Regions from separate parts of the Zea mays genome. Here region 2 is linked to region 1. The links are chromatin contacts, called in public Hi-C maps. All regions are on one chromosome and are shown on one strand. The core of a region is the stretch at or near the end of the contact, and the rest is flanking DNA. Distances in the headings are between cores, read along the strand shown. Region 1 holds the start of LOC100282631. Region 2 holds the start of LOC100193963.

Region 1 (6,015 bases), core at 1,963-4,462:
AAGAGTTTGTTGGGTCGACTTCCTCACCTTGCCCTCGGCCCATTCTACCCGCTTAGCCACCTCGGCCCAACCGGGGGTGAACGCGCGCCGACAGGCGGGCCCACCCCATCGGCCACTCGTCCGCGCCCAAGCCTCTGTCATGTGGGCCGTCATCGTAAGCTCTCCCTCCACCCGCAACCAAACGCCACCACACGCTCTGGCTTCTCGCCGACTGGTGGGACCACGGGGTCAGCCCCTCAGCCGCGCGCGGCGTGTGATCCACCTCGGACGAATGGGGCATGGAGTCGGACTCTTCCCTCGTCACGCGCCCAGACACCGACTGGAGGGGTCACGTTGTCAGGGTTCTCCCCCACCTCGAAACCACCTTGTGAATACACTGAAACAAATCCGCGAAGGGCGCGTCGCGGAATCCGCGCGAGCTCGTCGGCGTGCCAATTTCCTCGGGTCCTCTCTGTGTCTCCCTATAAAATTGATACCGAGTCGGCCAACCCACCTTGTCTATTCCCTGGGTGCTCGAGAGATCACTGCCTGTGCTACCGGAGTTGCCCGTCGTCGATGGGATTTGTCCCGGTCCGCCGAGCGCCATGGTCGGGGTGATTGCGCGCCTAATCCTCGGTAGGACTTCCACCATATTGTTAGCCACCTTTCCCTCTCTGTTCTGCGCGCTAACGTTCTAAGGTTGGGCCTCCTGGGCACCCGCTCGGTGATTACCGGCAATGGCACTGCTGCAGTTCCTTGACCGCGCCGTGACTGGAATGTCTAGAGGAAGACGATGGTGCTCGGCCATTGGATCGATCGCCCGCGGAAGACTCGTTCACTTTGTGTTGAACCCTCACTTAGCACACTTGTTAGTCCTTTAACTGGGTTGTCATCTAAACACCAAAACCCAAGAGAGCTTTCAGCACTTCACCAACCACTACGGCATGGGCAACCTCCTTGTCAGGTAGGCTCGGGTACGTGACCGAGCCCTTGGCCCTGGCCTCGACTCTCAGCAAAAATCGGGTGTCTCCATCAGGCATAAGTCAATAGCAAGTACAAGACCCATGCCCCAGGCCACACCATCTACAGGGGCTCGGCTTCGCCTCCTCAGCGTATGTTGCCAACCCCGGTACTCCTAGCAGCCCTCCTTAAGACTATAAATAGGGAAGCCACGACTTCAAGAGGGCAGGCGCACACTTCACGGTTCTCACATCCACCACCATATTAGCACTTGCCTCAATCAACCTCTGGGACTTGGGATCCTTCCCTCTCCTGATTGGCTTGTACTCCCTACTGCAAGCAGTTAGGTGCAAATAATATAAGTCTCATCCTCCCTCTACTAGAAGTAGGGATTTCTCTCGCCCGAACGAGGATAAACAACTTGTGTTACCTTGCATCACCCATCTGAGCCAGGACATACATCATTATTTCACTAGTTGGTAAGACCCTAGGGTTGAGACACCGACACTATGATTCAGGAGGATGACCCTTTTACCTCTGTTCGGAAGCTTTTCATGACACCACCTTCAAAAAAAAAAGGAGGATACATCAATCCAAAAAGAGTGGAGAAGTGAACTGTATCCACTTGTGGGGGAAGCTGGTGTCAAAACCATAAGTTTAGACATATCATGGGACGGAACAAGAATGACATATGAATTGAATGTTGGAGTTGGAAATGTTTATGTTGTTATATGTGCCATGTACAAATGATTGGGGGTTAACCAAGTGCAGGGAAAGCACTTGGTTAATTGTTCTAGGACGATACCACCATTCCAGAAGCCACTGTTGTGGTTAAGGAATGCAGAGGCTGCTTGCATCTTTCCCGTTTGAAACTACCTAAGCATATACACTATGATTTCACATCTTAGTAATGTTGTTGACTTGTTATATTGCATTCTTTACATTGTTCTACAAGCATATGTTAACTGTTAAACCATGGGGGGTTAATTTTGATCGGCTAAATCAAAATTGTTTGATGCCTTTGCTGGCTGATTGGCCAGGAACTGTTTAAACGTGACCGGCTTAAACGACAGATTCTGTCATTCAACAGTCTACTTGAATCAATTTGACCAACTCCAGAATCCTTCTCATTTTGCTCTCCATCCCCATTTTATGTGCTCTAGGATACTGTTCAGCCGTTACTATCATGCAACGCAAAATGGAGGCCTCCTATTGCACTCTCTTTTTCTCCGAGTTCCCTCTCTTTCGTGCAAATCAACTATCGCGTTCACGGTTCATCTATGCCTCATCCTTGATTAATTAAAGGTTCATGATGGAGATACTGTTCCACCATTTAGTAGTCCTACCGTGCAAAATGGAGGCCTTTTATTTTACTCTCTTCTCCGGTTCTCTCTTCTGGGCAACCGTCTTTTGATTGGTTGAAGGTTCACGGTGGCATGTAAGGTGATACACGCCCATTCTACGCGTCACTGTGCATACGGAGGAATGGGGACTTGGTCTAAAGGGTCCGGAAACAGCTCTGCCGCGCATGCGTCTTCCAGAAAAAATAAAATACATGCATGTGTCGTGATGCATCACTGCATGGCTTCTTCATGCCAATAGTGTGTAACCCCAGAAACGACACTCGCGGCATGCCAATCGCGTTTGCATGATTGGTGTTCGCTTCGTGTTTTGCCTGTATCCCCTCGTAGACAGCCAACTGTCGGTTTAATTTGAACTCGCTCTTGCTAAAACGATCGACGCCGAGTTCTTAAGCCAGTTTTTAGCAACATAAAAGATAGTCAAAGCCTTTTGTCATGCACATCTAGCTCGGCTCTTAATGTTGGGCCAGGCTGCCGGGCTGAGTGGAATAGTATGTCTGGACTCTGGCCCGGTCTAGCTCGAACTAGCCCAACCACCCCAAAAACTAGCAAGCGATTTGTTACATTGTGCAAATAAAATAAAATTAAGAAAGATTGACGTTGCATAATGAGACTACAGATCAATAATAATTCCCAAATCAGGGTTTCGATATCTCACACGAGACACATGATTTTGATTGGACGACGTATACAACTAGTATTATGCAACGAGACTTTAACCGTATACAAGCTAGATTGTAGATTGGTTTATTTAGATTATAATCTGCTCAAATCATCTAATCTAACTTCACAAACAAACATACAGCCTCTATCGCAACAATAACCGAGATTAAGGGAGATGTGATGTGTCCATCCATGCATCCATCCGGTTCCATCAGGATAAAGACTACACGCGCCGCCGCCCACGCGATCAGGGACTCGCGGTTCGTGGCGGCCCTGGCCAGAGTCTGCGCCCGCTCCTGCCCCCGCCCCGGGCCAGGCCACCCTCGCCTCCTCGCGCCTATAAAGTGCGGGCGTACGGCGTACCCGATTGCCCCAAGCCGCAACCGCAACCACCTTCCCAAATCTCAGTAGTCGCCTCTCGTCGTCTTCGTCTAGCCCGGCCCGTTCCAAAACCTCCGTAGCCGCCGCCGCCACCCCGGCGACCGAAGATGATCTCCCCGGACGCAGCCCGCAACGTAGTCGGCATCATCGGTACGTACGTACGATAGGCGCCGCCTGGAAGTCTGGAACTCAGATCGGGCTGTCGGGTTTTGGTTTCGTTCGATCGATTTCGCTGGGTGTCTCTCTCGGGGTGCTCAACTGCTCACGCGTGGTTAATTTCTCGCTTTGGTTTCAGGCAATGTCATCTCCTTCGGCCTCTTCCTGTCCCCAGTGTAGGCACTCATCGATCGGTCCGGGTTCATCTGGGTGGTTTTTTTTTTTGATTTGGTTAGGGTTTTGTTTGTACTGATATATGGAGAGGCGCGCCGCCGCCTGCATCTGTGTTCTCGCGTGCCTGTGCAGGCTGACGTTCTGGCGGATCTACAAGGCCAAGGACGTGGAGGAGTTCAAGCCGGACCCTTACCTGGCGACGCTGCTCAACTGCATGCTCTGGGTGTTCTATGGCATCCCCGTCGTCCACCCCAACAGCATTCTCGTCGTCACCATCAACGGCATCGGCCTCGTCATCGAGGCCGTCTACCTCACTATCTTCTTCCTCTATTCCGACAGCCAGAAGCGCGTGAGTGTCGTGCCATGTTGTTCGCCCGATCCATGATCTGTCCCTGCTGTTGTTTCCCTCCACGTGTAGTGTATCTCTCATCTGGTGGTGGTTTTTGAGCTTAATGCAGAAGAAGGCGTTCGCGATCCTGGCCGTGGAGATTCTGTTCATGGTCGCCGTGGTGCTCGGTGTGATCCTCGGCGCGCACACTCACGAGAAACGTTCCATGATCGTCGGCATCCTCTGCGTCATCTTCGGCTCGATGATGTACGCCTCACCACTCACTATCATGGTACGTGATCCATCATCTATCCAGTCGCTCTCCCTTTAATTTTGCTATGATGGTACGTGATCCGTCATCTATCCAGTCTCTCATTTGAACCCGCCGCGCCTGCCTACCGTCGTGGCTTGCAACAGTTAGGCGTTCGTTTATCTGCATGGCTTTAATTTGGGAACCACGTGTCGGTTGGTGTTTGCTAATTTTTAATCGTTATCATACGGATAGAAGTTACTAGTTCTGACACTGTTGTGGGGAGAGATCGAGGCGTGCGTGCATGCGTGCCTAACTTGTAATTTGGTATGGTGGGCTGGGGAAGGATTTGGTGGACCCACTTGCCAGTGCAATGTCACCTTTGCGGGCTGATTGGATTTAGTTCTGCTCAAGTAGTCAGGTGTTTCATTGTTAGTGTTTGAACTTCTGGAACATGCGAGTGGATTTAGACATCTTCAGGTCATGTGTGTTAATTTATTAGGTCATGTGTGTTAATTTATTAGCTTTAATTGATTGCTAGTCAAGAGTCCCATTCACCTTTAGAACTTGTTGCATGATCTAGAGTCTACTCTAGACACGAGTGGATCTATTAAGGATTTTGCAGCCTGCGCAGGGCATCCATATTTATGTGTAGTAGCGGCCACAGCGTAGTTGTTAGGACGGAAACCGATGGGAAAGCCAATTTCGTTAATAGTCTCTAAATGTTGCATTGGATGTCCACGTTTACAATCATCTGTCCCTGCTTATAGATGCCCTGTGGCCATTTCAATAATACCGAAGTCAAATTGTATTATAATTCTTGTTCCTGCTGGACACCTTGATCTTTGAGGACATGTTTTCCTCCTTTATTTCCGTCAAAAAGGCTTACTGTATTTAATTGTTTTACTTGACTAGCTACGTACGTGGGTTGCCTACTGCTCTCGTTCACATGGTGCTTTTATTCCATAGTAGAGGGTGTTGTTCCTTCGCTGTGCTTTGGATATATTGGCAAACCACAAACCGAACTCGTTCAGTTGCGATCACCAAACTCGCGTGGTGCTAAGGTGACGTACGGATCTAGAAAGGAAGGAATCTGACGGAGGTTATATATTTCATCGCAAAACGTATGCCGATTAGTTGTTTGAAAGACGGGTTACCTTTTCATCACAAACGTATGCCGGTTGGTGGACCAAGTTCAATCTTGAGCCAGTTTCTGGTGTGTGATAGTTTTGGAATATATTGGTCCTGGATGGAGTGAGTACAGGTGTCCCCTGTACCAGAATGTGCTATTCCCTTTTTTTCAGTGGTTCTCTCCTTTTGTCATATTTTCTGTGGTATAGTACTGTTGTGCTTAGCTGGTCTATTGTTGTTCTATTTGTTTCACACTCCGATTTGAAACAAGTGAAATGTTTTTTTCCCTTGGAGGAGAGGGAGCCAGATGTGAACTTATTATCTTTCTTTTTTGTGCAGAGTCGAGTGATCAAGACCAAGAGCGTTGAGTACATGCCCTTCCTCCTGTCGCTGGTGAGCTTCCTCAACGGCTGCTGCTGGACGGCCTACGCGCTCATCCGCTTCGACCTCTACGTCACGGTCAGTATCACCGGCCTCTCATGTTAACAAAAGCGTTACAGAATTAATATAATTCCACCTCCAAGTTGAGTATAGTCTCATCTCAGTTTTTAAAATACCTGCAATGCAGATCCCGAACGCCCTGGGCGCATTCTTCGGCCTCGTCCAGCTGATCCTCTACTTCTGCTACTACA
Region 2 (6,015 bases), core at 1,571-4,070, 240 kb after region 1:
CGTTATCCATTACTATCTCTAGGTTGGCCTCTTCCACCTTTTGGCTCTCTCTAGTAAAACAAGAAGGATGTATAGGAAGAAGTAAATATGTTATTAAAATAGAGAACATATATTGCACAATTATATTATATATATTGGCAAAAATTAATGGGCTTGCTAAACTAGCTAGCTCTAAAAATACATGTTATGCCTGGACTGGACTGGACTGGACTGCAGACTGCTCCGATCCACGCCCAGAGGCGGGCCCAGGGGGTATTCATGGGTATTCATTGAATACCCAAAATTTTTGTGATCTATAGTAATTTACCAATAATGTATTACACAAAATAGTGTTAGAGCACTAATTTCTTTAATCTTTTGAATTTTTGAATACCCAATATCAAATGTCTGGGCCCGTTTCTGTCCACGCCATTATCGCAGTCGATAGCTTTCACTATGGAGTCCGGATGCCCTAAGCTAACGGTGCTCCACAAGTCACTTGTGCATATATACTTTCCGTACAAGATCTAGACGCGGCCACGCGCGCGGCGCACGCACCCGGCCGCCGACCTCCAATCTCCATCTCGGCATCCCGGTTCGGCTGGTACGTCGCCGTCGTCTGCCTGCCGATGCCGAGATCTCCTCCCTAGCCTTCTTGCACTCCTATTCGCCAGTTTGTCCGGTCGGTCGGTGGAGACGATCCTGCTTGCGGGCCGTCCGTGCCGCCGATCAGGCCAGGCCACAGATGTGTACCGTCTGCGGTTGTGGTGCGCCGACCCGGTTTGCCTCTACGTGATACGCAGGCAACAAGATGGCCACACAGCGGCGGCCATTCGCATCTGCAGCTCAATAATATAATACAGATAATACGACATTTTTTATTGGCTATAATTATGTAGCCGGGTATATAAATCTTCTATCTCTTATTAGTCCTTCTCGACCATATGCCTGCCTGCCACTGCCAGTGAGATTAGGGGTGGATAACGAGCCAGCTCGGTTCGGCTTGTCCGAGTTCGAGCTGGCTCGTTAAGCTAACGAGCCACGGAGTCAGCTCGGCTCGGCTCATATAGCTCGCGAACCAGATCAAAAAAAATGTACATAATAATTATTTTTTAGCTAATTTCAAACTAATTTAACAATAGAAAATAGTAATTATACTCATAGTTTAACAAACCACGTCAATATAACACCAAATTAGTACAATTCATCACTCATTAATTCACAACTCATCTATATGTTCATTAGTTTAACCCATAATTATATTTGCATAGACCAAATTAACACATGGACATAGTTCATTAATCATTAGTTTAATTCATAGGTTATAGACACCTCACATATATATATAACATGTTCATTAATTATTCTATAAATGATATGCATATAATTTCGTTTTACTAGAATATGGTAGCTCGTTTAGCTCGCGAGCTAGGATGTCAGCTCAGCTAATGAAAAAAATCAAACGAGCCGATTCGACCCGAGCCGAGCTGACCATGAACCAAGCGAACCACGAACATTTTGTCCAGCCCTAAGTGATATCGTCCTATCGTACTATCCATTTTTAATCGAGAGAATTGCCTAATGTTTCCATCAACCGATGCAACGAAAATGCACGAGTTTTGCATTAGCTCAGAAGCAGAAACAAAGGAAACTACCTGGAAGAACCAGGTGCGCCCTAGCCTTTACTACTCCGGGCCTGCACGGGAATTAATTAAGAAACACGACCAAAAAGTATGGCTGCCAGCCCGATTATTCTTCATTTGTTTGCGTAGACAAGTGATTCCATCGGGGCCACGCGCCCTTGTGATATGGAGTGTCCAGTAATGTTTTCTTCTTTCTCACGTTATTATGTAGCCAGCTATATAAATCTTCAATCGGTAGTGTTTTGTTGGCGAGGTGTTTCCGACTCAGGAAAATTACATAAAAAAATTAAAAACAAAGTGTAAACAGTTTTCTACATTAAAGTCGGGGAAGACGGGGCCGGAGAAGGCGCCGCCGCCAGTAGCCGTCACATGGAATCCTTGTTCTTTTTAAAAAGCGCCGGACATAACGACGCAACCTTAAAAAAAAACGCATCGTGTGACACACACCACGCCGTGTGCCTTTTTTGCATGCCGTACGGCCGTGACACTCTATCTTTTGGATGTGTCCCTTGTGCGCCACCTGGTGTGTGTATATATAATATTATGACGTGCGTATGCCGGCCCCCATATCGTACTCGATCAATTGGTTGATCTTCTCTACTGTGTAGATTATAGATACAAGTTTTGGTCTTTGGAAAAAGGTTGTAGCAGTTGGGCTGTACAGGTGTACGTACTCTTATTTTAGGGATGTTGCTAAAACAACTGAATTAGATGATGACAAATCTAATATTTGTATCATAGATGTATATAGAATTTAGTCTTAATCATTATAGTCATATTATTAAGCATATTATTTGAACACAAGAGTAATTTTTTGTACAATTTTTTTAGCATTATTTTCTCGCTACAATGGAAAAAGCAAAAAAGCATTTGAATTCTCTGACTCCGGATTTTATATTAATTATTTAAATATAAGAATATAAATTTATATAACAAATTCTATATCCTATTTATTTATTTAGGATCGAAAAAAGAAACAAAAAAAAATTGAACATCCCTACTCATACGCGTGCCGCCCGTCTGCCAGACGATGAGGTCATGTCCATCCTCCATTCGGGCAGGGAATCTCGTTGCTGTCGCAGATCCATCGTCCAGTCGGACAGAATCGGAGTTCAACGGACCCATCCCATCCCAGCAACCACATCTGGTGCCCGTTTTCTCGGGCCCCGACGCACTTTCGTGTTGACTGCAGCTGCAGCAGCCGCGGAACGCCCAGAGCGGCCACACTTGCATGATTCCATCCCTCCTCCAATTAGCAGCAGCACCGATATAATTTATCCTCCTCCTCCCCTGGCCTCAAGCTCACCGCCGTCTCCTACCGCAGCAACACAGCCTCCGCCAGTCACCGAGCTAGCTAGACCCACGCGCCGCGCCATGACGTGGAACAGGTCCGCGGCCGACGGCGGCGGCAGCAGCGCCGGGACGACCGCCGGCGACGACACCGGCCTGGCGCGACTGCGGGAGCTCGGGTACAAGCAGGAGCTGAAGCGCGACCTCTCGTACGTCGTCCTTTCTCCAGTCCCGTCGCCGACCGCCTCCTTTCTTCATCCGTTCGTTCGCTCGGCCGGCGGCGCCCACACTCACACCTACTTGTTTCGTTCCTTGGATCGACCGCGGCGACACGCGCGCTTGTCTGTCTGTGACCTGCCAGGGTGCTGTCCAACTTCGCCTTCTCCTTCTCCATCATCTCGGTGCTGACGGGGATCACGACGCTCTACAACACGGGGCTCAACTTCGGCGGGCCCGCCACCATGACGTTCGGCTGGTTCGTCGCCGGCGCCTTCACCATGGCCGTCGGCGCCTCCATGGCCGAGATCTGCTCCTCCTTCCCCACCTCCGGCGGCCTCTACTACTGGAGCGCGCGCCTCTCCGGCAAGCGCTGGGCGCCCTTCGCCTCCTGGATCACCGGATGGTACGCTGCTGACTGCCCGTCCGCAGCCACACACGCCATGCATCTCGATCGCGAGCGCTACGTTCTTTTAGGAATTGGGGATTCAAGGGCCCGGGTCCCGGGGTGGAATGGATCATGTGAAAACATAGCTTCACTTACATCTACAGCATAATAAGACTACACGAGTAGGTAGTAGGTTTGCTCTGATTGAGACAAGGACTTTTAGCGATGAACACAGCGACAACTCCCCTGCATTTAGAACCTTGTTGGTGACATCCATTCTCTCTTTAAGTTTCCATCACGTTGCTGATGTACTACTATACATTTGATTATTCCCAGCACATTTCTTTTTAGACTCTTAACTTAATATTAATAATAATGCACATGTTGTTGTTGTTGTTTTTCTGTGACTTTCAGGTTCAATGTTGTCGGACAGGTGAGCCATCGTTTGCCTGCCCTGAACCAAGCGAGTGAGTGACTTTTACTGCTCCCTGGGCTGGCTATATAACTTAGGTAGTGTGTGCCGCTCTATGCAGTGGGCGGTGACCACCAGCGTGGACTACTCCCTGGCGCAGCTGATCCAGGTGATCATCCTGCTCGCCACCGGCGGCAAGAACGGCGGCGGCTACCTGGCGTCCAAGTACATGGTGATCGGCTTCCACGCCGCCATCCTGCTCAGCCACGCCGTCATCAACAGCCTCCCCATCACCTTCCTCTCCTTTTTCGGCCAGTTCGCCGCGGCCTGGAACATGCTAGGTAACCATTCGACTTGTGTTTACGGGTTACGGCGGCGGCGGCGGCGGCTAAGAAGATGCCAGTGATGCACGCGCATCGCATGGATGCCTAAATATTCCTGCGCTGCAGGTGTGTTTGTCCTGATGGTTGCCGTGCCGACCGTTGCCACCGAGAGGGCCAGCGCCGAGTTCGTGTTCACCCACTTCAACACCGACAACGGCGCCGGCATCCGCAGCAACTTGTACATCTTTGTCCTGGGCCTGCTCATGAGCCAGTACACGCTCACAGGATACGACGCCTCGGCGCATATGGTACGCACGCACCAAACAACAGAGTAGCCTATCTCCAATGCCGCGGCGTCCTCTGTCCTGATGAGCCCTGACGCGGTCGAGTGCAGACCGAAGAGACGAAGAACGCGGACAAGAACGGCCCCATCGGCATCATCAGCGCCATCGGCATCTCCATCCTCGTGGGCTGGGGCTACATCCTCGGCGTCACCTTCGCGGTCAAGGACATACCCTACCTGCTGAGCCCCGACAACGACGCCGGCGGCTACGCCATCGCCGAGGTGTTCTACCTCGCCTTCAAGAGCCGCTACGGCAGCGGCGCCGGCGGGATCGTCTGCCTGGGGGTCGTCGCCGTCGCCGTCTACTTCTGCGGCATGAGCTCCGTCACCAGCAACTCCAGGATGGCCTACGCCTTCTCCAGGGACGGCGCCATGCCCTTCTCCTCCGTCTGGCACAAGGTCAACAAGCAGGAGGTGCCCATCAACGCCGTCTGGCTCTCGGCTCTCGTCGCGCTCTGCATGGCGCTGCCGGTATATGTAAATTTCGGTTTTTTTTTTCTTCCACACACGCATGAAGGATTCGGCAGTCTCGTCTCATCAGTCATCCATGTGAACCCGCGAACCATATATGCAGTCTCTGGGAAGCCTGGTGGCGTTCCAGGCCATGGTTTCCATCGCGACGATCGGGCTGTACATCTCGTACGCGCTGCCGATCCTGTTCCGGGTGACGCTGGCGCGCAAGTACTTCGTGCCGGGGCCATTCAACCTGGGCCGCTACGGCGTCCTGGTCGGCTGGGTCGCCGTGCTCTGGGTGGCCACCATCACCGTGCTCTTCTCGCTGCCGGTCACGTACCCGGTCACCAAGGACACGCTCAACTACACCCCCGTCGCCGTCGGCGGCCTCCTCTTCCTCGTCCTCGCGTCCTGGCTGCTCAGCGCCAGGCACTGGTTCAAGGGCCCCGTCACCAATCTGGACGGATGAATATGTATAATTGGACATGTATAGTAGAGAGGCTGGCAGAGACGGAAGAGTTGTTGCCAACGACATGTTGTAACTACTTTGTTCCAAAAATTAACTAGCAAGGAAACCGACAGGATGAATTTTCTCGATCGTGAAATGCATCAGCATGTCGATTGCGAGCACCATGTTTTGGGTGACTCAAATCTTCATCGTGAGGGCTCAAGGGTATTATGCCCAGTCCGTAGGAGAAGATCATCAAAGCTAGTTGAAGTGTTCTTTGTTGATTGGATTGTTGTGGCACCCAAGTTGAACGTTAAGCTTAATTAGGAGGCTTCTTCAATACAGAACTACATAATCCATCATCACCGCTGGTACGTTACTAACTGTTCGTGAAATGATTTTCACTGCGCGTTCAAGTTACGAATTAACGGTGAAACTAGAGGTGATTATCGCTACTGTCGGTTCGTGTCGCCAACTGGCAATGATGGCAGACTATTTCCATTACCGGTGTTAGTGTTAC

Evidence for each region. Hi-C and Micro-C count contacts between places; a contact is called where the count stands out from the background.
Region 2: a Hi-C map of leaf shows a contact between it and region 1, with 4 times the contacts expected there. The contact joins the promoter of LOC100193963 here to the promoter of LOC100282631 in region 1. A contact is called at or near these places in 6 of 25 Hi-C or Micro-C datasets (bundle sheath, ear, leaf and 1 more).

The regions. Positions count from the first base shown.
Region 1 is chr3:229,380,582-229,386,596 of Zm-B73-REFERENCE-NAM-5.0, forward strand. It overlaps LOC100282631, which reads left to right and starts at 3,213. Exons shown (of 6, transcript NM_001155539.2): 1 at 3,213-3,494; 2 at 3,640-3,676; 3 at 3,807-4,023; 4 at 4,133-4,294; 5 at 5,723-5,842; 6 at 5,952-6,015. The coding sequence starts at 3,452.
Region 2 is chr3:229,617,580-229,623,594 of Zm-B73-REFERENCE-NAM-5.0, forward strand. LOC100193963 reads left to right here and starts at 2,821. Exons shown (of 7, transcript NM_001139031.1): 1 at 2,821-3,121; 2 at 3,274-3,534; 3 at 3,931-3,949; 4 at 4,050-4,269; 5 at 4,378-4,559; 6 at 4,646-5,065; 7 at 5,169-5,642. The coding sequence starts at 2,997. The coding sequence ends at 5,516.